Linked DNA regions of Mus musculus: region 1 is linked to region 2. Evidence: chromatin contacts called from public Hi-C data. All regions are on one chromosome and are shown on one strand. The core of a region is the stretch at or near the end of the contact, and the rest is flanking DNA. Distances in the headings are between cores, read along the strand shown.

Region 1 (7,389 bases), core at 4,595-7,094, 180 kb after region 2:
AGGACTTAGAGAAGGAACTGGGACAGGTCACAGAGAAGAAAATGGAACAGGCCACAGAGAAGGGAATGAGACAGGCTGCAGAGAAAGGAATGAGACAGGTCTCAGAGATGGAAATGAGACAGGTCTTAGAGAAGGAAATAAGACAGGTTCATCAGAGAAGGAGGAATAAGTAGATTTGGGAAGGGAAAAGTGAGAACAGTGCTAGGATAAGAAATACTCTGAGCTTCAAATAGGAAGTTATGGGTAAGTAGAGGTATGTGTATAAAGATAATAAGTTTGTAAAAGAGGTGGTAAAGAAACAACTCTGTATGAAGGACTGAAACATTTTATCCACCAATATATATTTAGTCATTAAAATTTGTCATAAAAGTTGACTTGCCTGATCAAGGTTTGAGAGACTGTTTGGATCCTGGCTGAGAGCTTGGTACTGGCCCCGGAGCCTGTCACCTGCTGAGATTCTCCTGAACTTCTTAAGATCCACCACATACAAGGCACTGAAAAAGGAACACTCCTTAGTAGTCCGAGTGGCTTCGGTAGCGCTCCCCTTCATAGCAGTGCTTAGCTACACAGGCTGTGTTGTTTAGTTTTTGTGGTCAACTTGAGAATTCCCAATCATACCTGGGAAGAGGGGATGATTAAAGAAATGCCTCCATCAGACTGGCCTGCGAGCAAGTCTGTGGTGTGCTTTCTTGATTGATAATTGATGTAGGAATGCCCAGACCCCTGTGGGTGGTGCCATCCCTGTGCAGGTGGTCTGTGGTTATAAAAGCAAGCTATGGAAGAGTGAGCGAGCTAGGAAGCAGTGTTTCGTGTCTCCAGGTTCCTGCCTGTAGTTCCTGTGCAGACTTCCCTTTATGGTGGACTGTAAGCAGCAAAATCAAACAAACTCTTTTCTTTCCTCCTTAAGTAGCTTTTGGTTATGGTGTTTACTATAGCAATAGAAAGCAAACTAGGGCGAATACCTTAGGGTTACAAATATTTCTTTCAGAAATTTGAGTCCAGTGTTCTGGTATTTTTGCCGACTTTGAGGTTTTGTATAACTATGGAAAGATCTATGTATTTTAGGGTCATCTCAAACATCTTCAGGTTTTCATGAAACTCATAGCCCTACAAACAAGTAACTGTTGGAAGACAGCTTCTGCACTTTGTAATGGACAAACCAAACTTACTTCCTGCAGCAGTTAGGTGTACACTCCTGGACCTAACTGGAGTCATTTGGTTCTAATTCTTGTGCTAAGTGCTAGCCATGGAAAGCCTGGGCAGGTCACTAAATGTGGCCTGCCTCAGTTTTCTGACCTATGAAACAGACAACAGGGCATCGAGACTGAGAGAATTCTCGAGAGTTCATGTACACCAGGAGCTTCACAGATGCAGATCAGTTATGAGGGTGAATGTACATGATGATCGGTCTGAGGAGAACACGCACTGTCTTACCTGATATGGTATTTCCTTTTAACAAGGTGCGATGCCCAGTATCCTGTTTTCCAGAAACGATATCCATCCATTTCAGTGCGGCTATCGCAAAATGGAGTATATCCATAAGGAGCTCCACCCAGATCAAAATCTCGAAGTTCTTTTAGGTCATGTCTCACGATCTAAGGAATGAGAACAGTGTCTCTGTACAGTGCAGACTGCACAGCGGCATAGACTCTTCCCATGTGAATCTCACGTTACTGCCTCAGTGCACAGAAACAGCAGGTAAGTTTCCTGTACAACATCATACACATTAATTTTTCCTCCTTGTTCTTACAAATAAAAAAAAAAACCATAGACTTTTATGCTCTTTACCTGAATAACTGTGGTCTTACCAGTAGGAATACATAGTGATATCATTTATAGGCAAGCTAGTTTATAAAGCATGTGTTTCAGGAAGGGATTAACCATCACAATGGCATACAACACTTAGTTCCTCAATATATAAATTTATATTGGAAAATATTAATTTGAATCATAAAGTCAGTCTTGATTTAAAAAGTAGCTTAAATGAAAATGTTACTGTGTTTTAATTTTTCAGTTTTTTAAAAAAATATTTATTTATTTAATGTATATATATGGGTGTTTGCAAGTTATGCCTGTGTGCCATGTGGTGCAATGCCCATAGATGCCAGAAGGGGGTACTGGATCCCCAGGAACTGGAGTTGTTGACTGTGGGTCTTAGGCAAGAGGAGCAAAGTCCTTCTAACCCCTGAGCCTCTCTCCTGCCCAGTTTTACTTTTCAATTGTCTCAAGCTTGCCAAAAGAATACTAGTGAAAATGTTGAGGGAAGGTAAGAGAATTTTATTTTAAAATCTTAGTTTTTGAATTTTTTTCTTCCCCTAAACTGTGTGTTTGTGCTTGTCCCATATCCTCTAAAGAAATAGAAGCAGTCATTAATAGTCTCCCAACCAAAAAAAAAAAAAAAAAAGCCCAGGACCAGATGGGTTTAGTGCAGAGGTCTACCAGACCTTCAAAGAAGATCTAATTCCTGTTCTTCACAAACTATTCCACAAAATAGAAGCAGAAGGTACTCTACCCAACTCATTCTGTGAATCCACAATTACTCTGATACCTAAACCACACAAAGACCCAACAAAGATAGAGAACTTCAGACCAATTTCCCTTATGAATATCGATGCAAAAATACTCAATAAAATTTTTGCAAATCAAATCCAAGAACACATCAAAACAATCATCCATCCTGACCAAGCAGGTTTCATTTCAGGGATGCAGGGATTGTTCAATATATGGAAATCCATCAATGTAATCCACTATATAAACAAACTCCGGGGGGTGGGGGGAACCACATGATCATTTCATTACATGCTGAGAAAACATTTGATAAAATCCAACACCCATTCATGATAAAAGTCTTGGAAAGATCAGGAATTCAAGGCCCATACCTAAACATAATAAAAGCAATCGACAGCAAACCAGTAGCCAACATCAAACTAAACGGAGAGAAACTTGAAGCAATTCCACTAAAATCAGGGACTAGACAAGGCTGCCCACTTTCTCCTTACCTATTCAATATAGTACTTGAAGTCCTAGCCAGAGCAATTAGACAACAAAAGGAGAACAAAGGGATACAAATTGGAAAGAAAATATCACTATTTGCAGATTATATGATAGTATATATAAGTGACCCTAAAAATTCTACCAGAGAACTCCTAAACCTGATAAACAGCTTCGGTGAAGTAGCTGGATATAAAATTAACTCAAACAAGTCAATGGCCTTTCTCTACACAAAGAATAAACAGGCTGAGAAAGAAATTAGGGAAACGACACCCTTCACAATAGACACAAATAATATAAAATACCTTGTTGTGACTCTAACTAAAGAAGTGAGAGATCTGTATAAGAACTTCAAGTCTCTGAAAAAAGAAATCGAAGATCTCAGAAGATGGAAAGATCTCCCATGCTCATGGATTGGCAGGATTAATATAGTCAAAATGGCTATCCTGCCAAAAGTAATCTATAGATTCAATGCAATCCCCATCAAAATTCCAACTCAATTCTTCACTGAGTTAGAAAGGGCAATTTGCAAATTCATCTGAAATAACAAAAAACCTAGGATAGCAAAAACTCTTCTCAAGAATAAAAGAAGTTCTGGAGGAATCACCATCCACTGGACTGTGCACCGGGTCCCCAGTGGAGGAGCCAGGGAAAGGACCCAAGGAGCTGATGGGGTTTGCAGCCCCATAGGAGGAACAACAACATGAACTAACCAGTACCCCCAGAGCTCCTGGGGACTAAATCACCAACCAAAGAGTACACATGGAAAGACCCATGGTTCTAGCTGCATATGTAATAGAAGATAGCCTTGTCAGTCATCAGTGGGAGGCAAGGTCCTTGGTCCTGTGAAGACTCTATGCCCCAGTGTAGGGAAATGCCTGGGCCAGGAAGCAGGAGTGGGTGGGTTAGTGATCAGGGTAAGGGGGAGAGATAGGGGGGTTTTGGAGGGGAAACCAGAAAAGGGAATAACATTTGAAATGTAAATAAAGAAAATATCTAATAAAATTATTAATATTTTTAAAAGTATAATAAGGCCAGAGAAATGAAATAAAGTTGTTAGTTGAATGAATAGTTTGGCTTGGGGAGTTTTGCCCTATCCATCCATCCATCCATCCATCCATCCATCCAAATGTGTATGTCTGTTTATATGCATGTGTGCAGGTACATATGCACGTATGTAAGCATGCATGAATATTTTCGGAGTTGATTGTGACAAAGAGTTGGGCCCGGCCAGAGTGTGGGTATATGAATGTTTGAATGTATATGCGTCTGTGTACATTTGCCTGTATACAGCATCTTAATTCTTTTTTTTTTTTAAAGATTTATTTATTTTATTAATGTAAGTACACTGTAGCTGTCTTCAGACACTCCAGAAGAGGGAGTCAGATCTTGTTACAGATGGTTGTGAGCCACCATGTGGTTGCTGGGATTTGAACTCCTGACCTTCGGAAGAGCAGTCGGGTGCTCTTACCCACTGAGCCATCTCACCAGCCCCAGCATCTTAATTCTTTTCCTTTCCTTCCTCTGTGGTTCACAAAGAGTTAACCAGCTTAGCCAGAGAGGCTTCTGGCTGCTGACTCACCAGAGTAAGGAGCCCAGCAATAAATTTTTGCATTTAGTCCCCTGCTGTTCTACAATGAGGTGATAAATAGTCTCTGGCCTCAGAGCTCAGACGGCAGTGGCTTAGACTTCACCCAGGCAAGGGCCCTGCTCTCTTCTCTGCCGTCTTTTCCTCCCGGTTGGCTTTTGTTTCCAGGTGGCCTCATTCGTGCTTCTGCACTGAGCTCCTCATCCTCCTGCCTCACTCTCTGCAGTGCTGGACTTAGAAAAAAAGCTGCCCCCATCTCCACTCCATGCTTATCAGCAAATTCTAATATAAAACCTGAAAATACACCTTTGTCCTTGATATGTCGTTTATATCCTGTGAATTCACTTTATATACACGAACACTTAAGTATTCCTGCATTAGAAATTCTGTACACTTGTCAAATATTTTCATGATTACTGATGACAAATATCCTGAAATGAGCTAATAATTCTATACATACAGATTTGGAAATGAAGGTGGCTTTTCATTATCTCCAGCTAAATTTAGAGCCTTTCCTAAGTAAGTCATGGACAGATGGAAACTTGATGGTTTCACTGTTGATGGTGGACGCAGGAGAGAAGGGCCACACTCACCACTCACCGCTAACCTTCCCAGCAAGTCAGCAGCTAGAGGAAAACCCGTGCATACCCGCGCAGGTGCGCGGAACCCGTGCATACCCACGCAGGTGCATGGAACCTGTGCATACCCGCGCAGGTGCGCGGAACCCGTGCGTGCCCGCGCAGGTGCGCGGAACCCGTGCGTGCCCGCGCAGGTGCGCGGAACCCGTGCGTGCCCGCGCAGGTGCGCGGAACCCGTGCGTGCCCGCGCAGGTGCGCGGAACCCGTGCGTACCCGCGCAGGTGCATGGAACTGTTTTTATAACGAATAATGTACACATGTCTTAGTTTTACTTGCCAAATTATACAATAATAATAATGGCTGTTTCAGATAGGAACTGCCATGTTGTACGCAGACGGTACTTCTTGTCACACTTTCCCGTCTGCGCACGCTCTGCTAGTGTGTTTTTAAACTCCAGGTTCTTAGTGGATATAAAAAATGTCGTGTCGTGTATGTCTAAAAACTAACAGTGACAATCAATGAGCAATGCAAATCCTCATGTTCATGTTCAGTTAGATGCAAAGCAAGCTTTAGTAAAAAGTAATCGCTCTTGTTACCTGGTCAGCATCAACAAATATGACTTTGTCCACAGCCAGTGGGAAAAGGACATCAAGGAAAAGGATTTTGTAACCCCAAATGATTCGCTGCTTGTCAGTCTGTTGATGAAGCCAGTGGGGCCACTTATACTGCACAAGCTCATACTGGAATCCATATTCCTTAGCCATGTGAGGAATTACCTCCTAGACACATATAACAAATCAAACAATACATTTTAGAAGAAGCTTACTATAAATCATTATAAAGAAACTGAAAACTGCTTAAATACTATTCTAATAAACTTGTTCCCAAGCTGAAAGGGAGTGTGTGAAGGAGGAAGGGGAGGGAGCGGCAGCAGACGTGTCTGTTGGAGGAAGTACGTCACTGGAGGCGGGCTTTGAGAGTGTTGAAAGACTGCTTCAAGCTTGTGGCTCAGCCTCCTGCTCCAGCTCACGCCCACTGCTTGCTGCCTTGCTTCCCCAAACAGACTCCTCAGGAACTGAGACAGACAGGTAGTTAGGCCAATGACCTTCTGGCTGGAGGGAGGGCCTGGCTACTGTGAACAGAGCAAAGCTACAGGCTTACACCTGCGCACTCACCAGTGTTTATGTTATGCACGAAAGCACCGTACGAAGAAGAAACAGAGAGAAAAAGCAAACCAGAAAGGAAAACCCCGTTTTGAAGAGGCATTACTTTTGCCATGAAGTGCTGCAAGGTTTTTATCCAGAGAATGGTTTTTCTAATTAGTGATAGCATCTGCTAGGACGGATCCTGTATTGTGTCATCTCAGTCCATGTGTTTTCCACTCCCATGCCCTATTTGGCAAATACACATTTAAAAACCTCACATTGAAAAGGGAAATGTTTTCAGAGATTACAATGGTAACAAAGAAATTAGTATCAAGCTTTAGCCACATTGTAAAATAGCCATGTGCTTACTTTAAATGTTGGCGAGAGGTAATTCTTCAGAAACCAGAACTTCACGGGAGTTTCGGTGTTCCGCAGAACAGAAAGCATCATAATCCTAAGTCAAAGGACATGGAGACAAATACAGGGTAACTTATATTCAGAGGCCTTTAAATGATGACTTATGAATACACATTGTGAAATATGTAGAGGTAAACTAAAACACCTTCAGACATTATGGCTGTGACAATAGGCAGTGCATAAGGATGTAAGGGTGCAAATATCACAGAGCCACTGTGTGATCAATACAAGGCTTTCAGAAGAGAAGGGACTGGTGCATTCTGGGACTCTGCCATGTGGTTGCTTTACCCAGGCCTTTCAGTGAAGGAGAGAGGCGCGCCCCTGAAAGTGCTCTCTAAAGCACCAGGATCAGAACTGAAATATCTCTGAGGCATTCTTTGTGGTCCTTTATATAAACTCTTAAAAATATTCTTTAAATTCTGAATACCATCTTCTTCTTCTCCACTGACTTCGTTCTTTTTCCAAATATGATATTCCTTCATGGGAAAGGAAAATTTACAATATATATTTTTTCTCATTATCTTGTTAAATTCAACGCATTTCTAACATTAATTAAAACTATTCTAAATCAAATCAAATTAATAAAATTTAAATGTATTTTAAAACTTACATGTAAAAAGCAAGCTGCTCACTGGTGTATACCTTGTTAACATTTAGGCAAGAAGAACGC
Region 2 (7,177 bases), core at 4,359-6,858:
CAAGCCACGCCTCCTAACCCTCCCCAAACAGCTACCAATGACACACCTCCTCCCACAAAGCCACACCTCCTAACCCTTCCCGAACAGTTCCACCAACTCAGAACCAAATATTCAAACATATGAGCCTGGGGGTCGGGGGTGGGCACTTTCATTCAAACCACCACAACCAGTTACCCGTGTTCCTGAAGTTTCTAAAGTGGCTCAAGACTGCCAGGAAAGATGCAAATTCTGATTCCAAGAGATAGCACGCAGGATCGGTGAGTTTGTGCTTCAGGTGGTCTTCATCATCCAGGAGATGCTACTAGCGTTCTTGAATCTGGACCAGGAATATGAATGAAGGCTCTAGCCTATGTTTAAACATTCCAAAGCTATGAAGCAGGCCATAAAAGAAGGGTCACACGTACTACAGGGCTCACTGTGAGGTGAGGATCCTTGAACTCCGGTGGTACTCCAACCAGGAGGTATAAGACAGAGTGAGCTGACATCCTGCCTTGCTCCCTTCTCTTCCCTTCCCACTTGTGCTAAGCCAAGGTATGAGTCTCCCTGCCTTCCTAGATTCTCAGCCAATACAGTCCACAAGGGCAGCGAGTGGGAGCAGAGATGTTGAACAGGGGGTTCCAAAGCCCTGTGAGTACATGTGGTGAGTAACCACACCAGGACCGCTTGCTGATAGGCGGCTCAACTTTACTTAGGGTGACTGAAGGCTTATAAAGTTTGGGGGGACTGAGGGCAGGGCATCCGGGATGAGCAAAGATCATTTGCTGGGGGATTAGGGTACCTGGCATACCTCATTAGCATGGGGAAGCATTTCAGGAATCTCAGGTGCTAGCTGAACAGGTTTTGTCAGGAGAAACGAAATTGATCCTATGAACTAATGGAGGCTATGTGACATTCCTCAGGTAGAGGTGAATGTGGGGGCTTGGAATTCTCCAGACAAGGTCAGAGAAGGAGAAAGTCTGTTAACAAAGGGAGTCCTTCATTACCAGACTAGCACCAGAAGGCTATTTAGTCAACGGTGGACTTCTAATTAGCAGAGTTTTCCCACAGCAGGGGATCAACTCCAAGGTGAAGAGCTGTGGTTTCAGCAGCCTAGCCCCTCGGCCTTGGTCTGTAAAAATGTACTATGAGTGCAGTAACAAAACACAGAGGAGTTGTCTCGGCTGTTGTTCCTGTCCCTTTTAGACAATGTGCAACATCTTAGCCCAGCTATCCTTTGTGGCTCCTCTGATGGAGAGGTCACAGCAGAGTAAATTTCCACGTACAGACAGGATTCTGCCTCCCCCGAGCTTCTCTCCCGAGCCCAAAGACAGCTTGTGAGAGTCAGTTCTACCTCTCCACCCGAGGATCCTGGGGCTTGAACACGGGGTCTTCCCTATTGGCAGCAAATGCACCTTGTCCCAGCGAACCACCCCTCGGGCCTCGGAATTTTAAAGATAGAAATACGATGATGAATATAAGCTTTTGTGTGTTTGTGACCAGTCTTGTGCTATCTGTACTCCAAGCTGCTGTGACGGTGATCTTTCTTTGCCATAGCATATGCAAAACACTTTCCATTTTAAACTGGCCGAGCAGTGGTGGCGCACACCTTTAATCCCAGCACTTGGGAGGCAGAGGCAGGCGGATTTCTGAGTTCGAGGCCAGCCTGGACTACAGAGTTCCAGGACAGCCAGGGCTACACAGAGAAACTCTGTCTCGAAAAACAAACAATCAAGCAAACAAACAAATAAATAAAAGGATTGAACACTCACTGTTTATAAACACCATCATATATCCCCAGGACTCTTTTCCTCTTGAAAAAACGGAAACTTTGTAGCTAGTAACCAGCGCAGCTCCTACTCCTAGTTCCTAGCCTCCATTAACCCAGTTCTTTACCTTCCTTGCCATAAAGCCGGATGGCCAGATTCCCAGGACCCACGTTGTGGAAGGGAACCACTGACTCCCACAATTTGTCCCCTCACCTTCACACGAGAACCATGCATGGCACAAGGACATAAACAAATACACAAAAACTTAAAAAATTACCCTGGTAATTTCCTCCAGCGCAGCAGCTGTATCTTGCCCACAATCGATGCCGAGGTGTCATGCTACATGTTACCTATAGATGGCAGTAGTGATCAACTGCTAAATCGGCTTGGCACTAAGACAACACCATTTGTTTTGTATGCTGTTGGCGACTACTGGTGGGTGAGATGTGCTGTCTGAGCTGGGTGACACGCACAAAGCCTGGGTGCGTTTCAATTTGAATGGATAGTTATTGGTATCAAGCAAGCTTGAGATTTGTATTAAATAGAAAGGCATCAGAAGTTTTTTCTCCTATGGAGGTTTTTCTGGAAAGATCCACACTATCAGCGTGGTTGAGACTTAATGCTTGTGTGTTCTTTGCCTGAGCATGGATAACTGTGCATGGATTTATAGGCTAAATGCCCACGGCAAATGTATTGTTTAAATAACACAAAAATTCCCCCAAACTTCCTCTAGCACAAACAAAGAATCTTAGGGCAGCAGATGTGGTTGGGATTTCTTTTAAAGATTTATTTTTATTATTTTGAATTCTGTGAGTATTGTGTGTGTGTGACAGGAGTGTGTGTGTGTGTGTGTGTGTGTGCACGTGTGCATGCCCACGTGCAAGGGTGTGTGGGCACTGGTGACAGCAGAGCCCAGCAAAAGGTATTGGATCCTGTTTATAGTTTGCTTTCTACTGCTGTAATAAACACAACCAGAAGCAATTTGGACTGGAAAGGGTTTACTTCATCTTGCAACTTACAGCCAGTCAGGGCAGGAGCTGCAGACAGTCCGTCAGGGCAGGAGCTGCAGACAGAGCTGCAGACAGTCCGTCAGGGCAGGAGCTGCAGACAGCTTACTGGCTTGCTCGTGGGTTCACCTTCAGCTGCCTTTCTTACACCGATCAGCAACATGTGCCCAGAGATAGGACCACCCACAGTGAGTGCCCAACCTCCACCCCATGGGCAATCATTAATCAAGAAAATGCCCCTTCAGGCTTGCCCACAGACCAGTCTTATGGAGAGAATGTCTCAATTGAGGTTTCCTCTTCAAATGACCCCCAACTTGGGTCAAGTTGACAAAAATAAACAAACCGGTACAGGTCCCCAAGTGTCCTCGGGTGTTTGTGAACTGGGAACCAAACTCAGGTTTTTGATAAGAGCAATATGGGCTCTTAGACCTGGAGCCATCTCTCCAGCCCCCTTTCTGCTCTTAGAATGAGGTCCTCCAGCCATCTAGAGAGAGCCCTAAACTCTGTTCCTTAAGTATATCTCTCGGCAGTCTCAGTCCAAACACAGCTTCCTGATAGCTTTCAGTTTACCCGTCCACCTCCTCAGCCATCACACATCCTTGACTCTTCCCTTTGATGGTGTTTGTCTAGCCTATTGACACAGACTATGTCTGTCTTTCTTGGGAACTGTAGACATTTCTCTCTCCTCTTGGTCTCAGCTACCAAACCTTTATATCTTCAACTAACTCTGCTGGACACTTCCATCCCACGAGAAAGCAAGAGCTCAGTCACATGATTCAGGCTGGCTGCTGGTGAGGCGCCTACATTTATAGATGCTAACTGAATTCAGGTGAAGAATTAAAACCAAAAAACCAAACAAACCAAAAAAACAGAATACCAAACTCCATCTCCCTGCTGCCCCTCTTCAGGCTTCTGTTTCTGCATGCCTGGCTCTCCCCCTCAGCAGGAAAACAGCATAACATCAGCTCCCACCTTACAGAGTAGCATGCAGATATTGCATGCATGGGAACAGAGTAATACAATGTAAGGCAGGGCTAGCTCTGAGCAGTGAGCTGTAATTGTGAACTGTTGTTATTTAGTAACTGTTTAGTTAAACAACCCACTGTATCAATTGTTGGTGAATATCAGAAAATGGTAGCATTGATCATGAGTGACAGTAACCCGCAAGGTTTACTTTCGGTGAGTGGCATAGTGGATGCTACATTCATGCCACCGTGGAGCCTGATTTTAAGTCAGAGGCTTCTAGAGGGTAGTCCGACAGGGTGGGCAAAATTGACAGGTGTAGCAAATGTGTACCAGAGATTGGAAGCAGTGTGGATGGGCTGAAGAAGCAAGGGGCCACTTCTCTCAGGACCAAACAAACCACTGTGCCAGCCCCACAGGCCTGCAGAGAGAAGAGCTCTCATTGTGGAAGGGACAATCGCCGGCTGCACAGGAGACTAGCCGACTGGCCCACCTTCCCTGTTCTGTTTGCACATTGAGACTCCTGAAAGAGCCTCTTTGAGTGACCGTGGAGAGGACCCACCTGTGTCTGCCTCTCCAACTAATCCCAGGGCAGTGAACACTCAATGCAATGTCCCCTGCACGCTTAAGGGTTGGAAGGGTCCCTTTGTTTAGGCAGCAAGGGACCAGGGCCAGTCAGGAAATCCAAGGGCTTAAAATCTGTCCAGTACTTTCACAACCAAAGAACAAGTTGCCAAATGGTTTTCTCTCAAAAGAAGCCAGTCAGCTGAGTCCTAGGAGAGGGACTCTGAAGAAAACAAAATCAATCAGGAGAGAAGGAAATCTTTAATAATAATAATTAACAATAATGGCATTGCTCCTCAAGATTAAGAAAACTGAGTTGATGAAATATGAATGAATATATTTTTAAAGCCAGGCGAGAAAGAACTAGGATTCAAGATGATTTTAAACGCCATTCAGGGCCAACACTTTTCAGTCTATTAACTTCAAAAAACCCCAGCTCCTTTGTGCTGATCCTTAGAGCACTTGAAGAGAGATGAAGGTAGGTATTTACTGAGAAATTGAAAGGGTGAAGCCACAGCCAGAGGCAGTCCTGCCCTGGAGTGTACCCTCCAGCTCTTGTTCCCAGAATCTCCAGCGCATTGTTAGGAAATCCACCCAGGAGCAAGAGTGCCAAACTCCATCTTCTCATTACCTCAGACACTCAACATCCTCCTTACCTCAAATTCTCTTCAAACAGCTACTCAGTAGAAAATACATCAGGAGAATAAAAACTAGAGAGTGCAGGACAGGCGGAGGAGCCATAGTGTTAAAGGGCGGCATGAACTCTTTTATATATATATATATATATATATATATATATATATATATATATATACATATATATATATATATATATATATATATATATATAATCAGTTGTAATTAAATAGGAAAATACATGTAGAAATGACCATCTATGGTGGCTTCGTTGTGAATTTGACTGCATTTGGAGTCAGCCAGGAGCCAAGCTTCTGAGGGTGTTTCCAGAAAAAGAGAAAGAGACCCACCCTGAGGTAAGCAGCAGCATCTGCTCGTTATGGTCTCACAGTGAATGAAAAGGAGCTGAACACATGCGCTCTCTGTCTCTGCTTTGTGGATACAACATGACTCACACTTCCTGCCAGAGTGAACTTTACCCTTGATATATATATTTTTTTTTTTTTTTTGAGATAGTGTTTCTCTGTATGGCCGCCTGGCTGTCCTGGAACTCACTCTGTAGACCAGGCTGGCCTCAAACTCAGAAATCCGCCTGCCTCTGCCTCCCGAGTGCTGGGATTAAAGGCGTGCACCACCACCGCCTGGCTGAGCTTCACCCTTGAATTCCTTTCCTTGAGGTGTTTCTCGCCAGGTGTTTGGTTATTGCAACAAGCAAAGCAACTTGTGCATCACAGTAACCAAGCGGGAGCTCAGACTGGGAAGGATTTCAGACTGTTGTCCAACCAGGCTCCGCAAGCTTTTACCTCACAAAACAGAAACTGCTCCCAAGAAAACCTCCCCATATCCACTCCCATTTCTCTTTCTGCCATCATGAGTTTCCTAGCCTGGCAAAACCACACAGTATCTGTCTTGCTGCAAATGGCTTTTCACATAGCATAAGGTCCTCAAGGGTCACCACACTTGTATCAGATGTCAGGAGGTTTTTTTTTTTTTTTTTCTCTTTAATAGTTCATGGTAGGCAGATACCACATTTGGTTTATCCTTAATCTATGAGTGCTAGGTTGTACAATTTAAGAAGTCTCTGGTATGGGCAAGACAGATGGCTTAATGGTTAAGAGCACTGGCTACTCTTCCAGAGGTCCCAGGTTCAATTCCCAGTGTCCACATGACAGCTCACAACTGTCTGGAGGACCGTGGGCACCAGGCATATAATTGGTACACACACATACATGCAAGCAAAATATCCACTTGTAGTAATATAAACTAAAAAAATTTAAAAACTCTTTGGGAATCTATATGGTATGTTTATAAAAGTATGTCACCAGTCACAATCAACAATTTTGAGACCTCTTCTGTTTGGCTAGCACAGAAGATAGGATCTGCCTACACCACTGTTAACTATTATTATATTGGAATATTTTGCCACTTTCAAGATATCCCAAAGCTAGATTTTCATCTGTCTTGTCAGTGACTACTTTAGTTGTCATTTTAGAGGAGATAATCCCATTTAATTGAGTAGTAATTTAGTAATAATGGAAATGAAGCATGTGCGAAGTGTCTAGCACATCTGATCTAAATGCTCGTTAGCCTTGCTGACGACTTCCTACCTCTCTACCCCAGTCACGTGACTGTTGAAGCTGCCTGACCTGCGGCCTCCATCAGCATCCTTGCAGGGAGCAGCCACCTCGCCTTTACGCTGCATCTCTCTTCACCTCAGTGCTGTTAGGATGGCCGGACACAAACTATTTCGTCTTCATCATCCAAGTCTCTACATCTTTGGAGACACACATTAGAAAGACAAACACATACTGCATAACTTCCATACTGTATGTAATGCTGTGATCTCAAGCTATAGGAGACCCCAGCTATAGGGACAATCAAGTCCATAACAAGCAATTGCCCAGATATTAATGTGTGTGTGTGTGTGTGTGTGTGTGTGTGTGTGTGTATAAATTTCTCAATTAGTGATCAGTGGGGGAGGTCCTAGCCCATTGTGGGTGGTGCCATTCCTGGGCTGGTGGTCCTGGGTTCTATAAGAAAGCAGGCTGAGCAAGCAGGGAAAGCAAGCCAGTAAGCAGCACCCTCCATGGCCTCTGCATTAGCTCCTGCCTCCAGGATCCTGCCCTGTTAATTTCCTGTCAATGATGAACAATGTGGAGATATAAGCTGAATAAACCCTTTCCTCCCCAACTTGCTTTTTGGTCATGGTGTTTTGTCGCAGCAAAAGAAACCCTAAGACACAGGTATATGAAATTCGACCAC

The links. Hi-C and Micro-C count contacts between places; a contact is called where the count stands out from the background.
Region 1: a contact with region 2 is called in a Hi-C map of CD8 T cells, with 2.6 times the contacts expected there. The contact joins two enhancer-like sites. A contact is called at or near these places in 8 of 484 Hi-C or Micro-C datasets (B cells, CD8 T cells, DN3 thymocytes and 5 more) and 3 of 9 other capture datasets (adipose tissue, liver and pancreatic islet).

What each region holds. Positions count from the first base shown.
Region 1 is chr14:119,001,392-119,008,780 of GRCm38.p6, forward strand. It overlaps Uggt2 (UDP-glucose glycoprotein glucosyltransferase 2), which reads right to left. Exons shown (of 39, transcript NM_001081252.2): 33 at 6,672-6,756; 34 at 5,754-5,936; 35 at 1,435-1,595; 36 at 380-494. Among named protein-coding and RNA genes, the nearest start is that of Dnajc3, 67 kb to the left of the region's middle. Within about 2 kb of position 5,845, at least 375 of the 459 cell types and tissues checked have an H3K27ac peak or open chromatin away from gene starts, as enhancers often do. A contact at or near this core is called in CD8 T cells, where this site is marked.
Region 2 is chr14:118,818,178-118,825,354 of GRCm38.p6, forward strand. Gm32382 (a long non-coding RNA gene) reads right to left here and starts at 2,068. Exons shown (of 3, transcript XR_383773.4): 1 at 2,023-2,068; 2 at 175-316. It also overlaps a transcript of Cldn10 not described here. Within about 2 kb of position 5,609, at least 22 of the 459 cell types and tissues checked have an H3K27ac peak or open chromatin away from gene starts, as enhancers often do. A contact at or near this core is called in CD8 T cells, where this site is marked.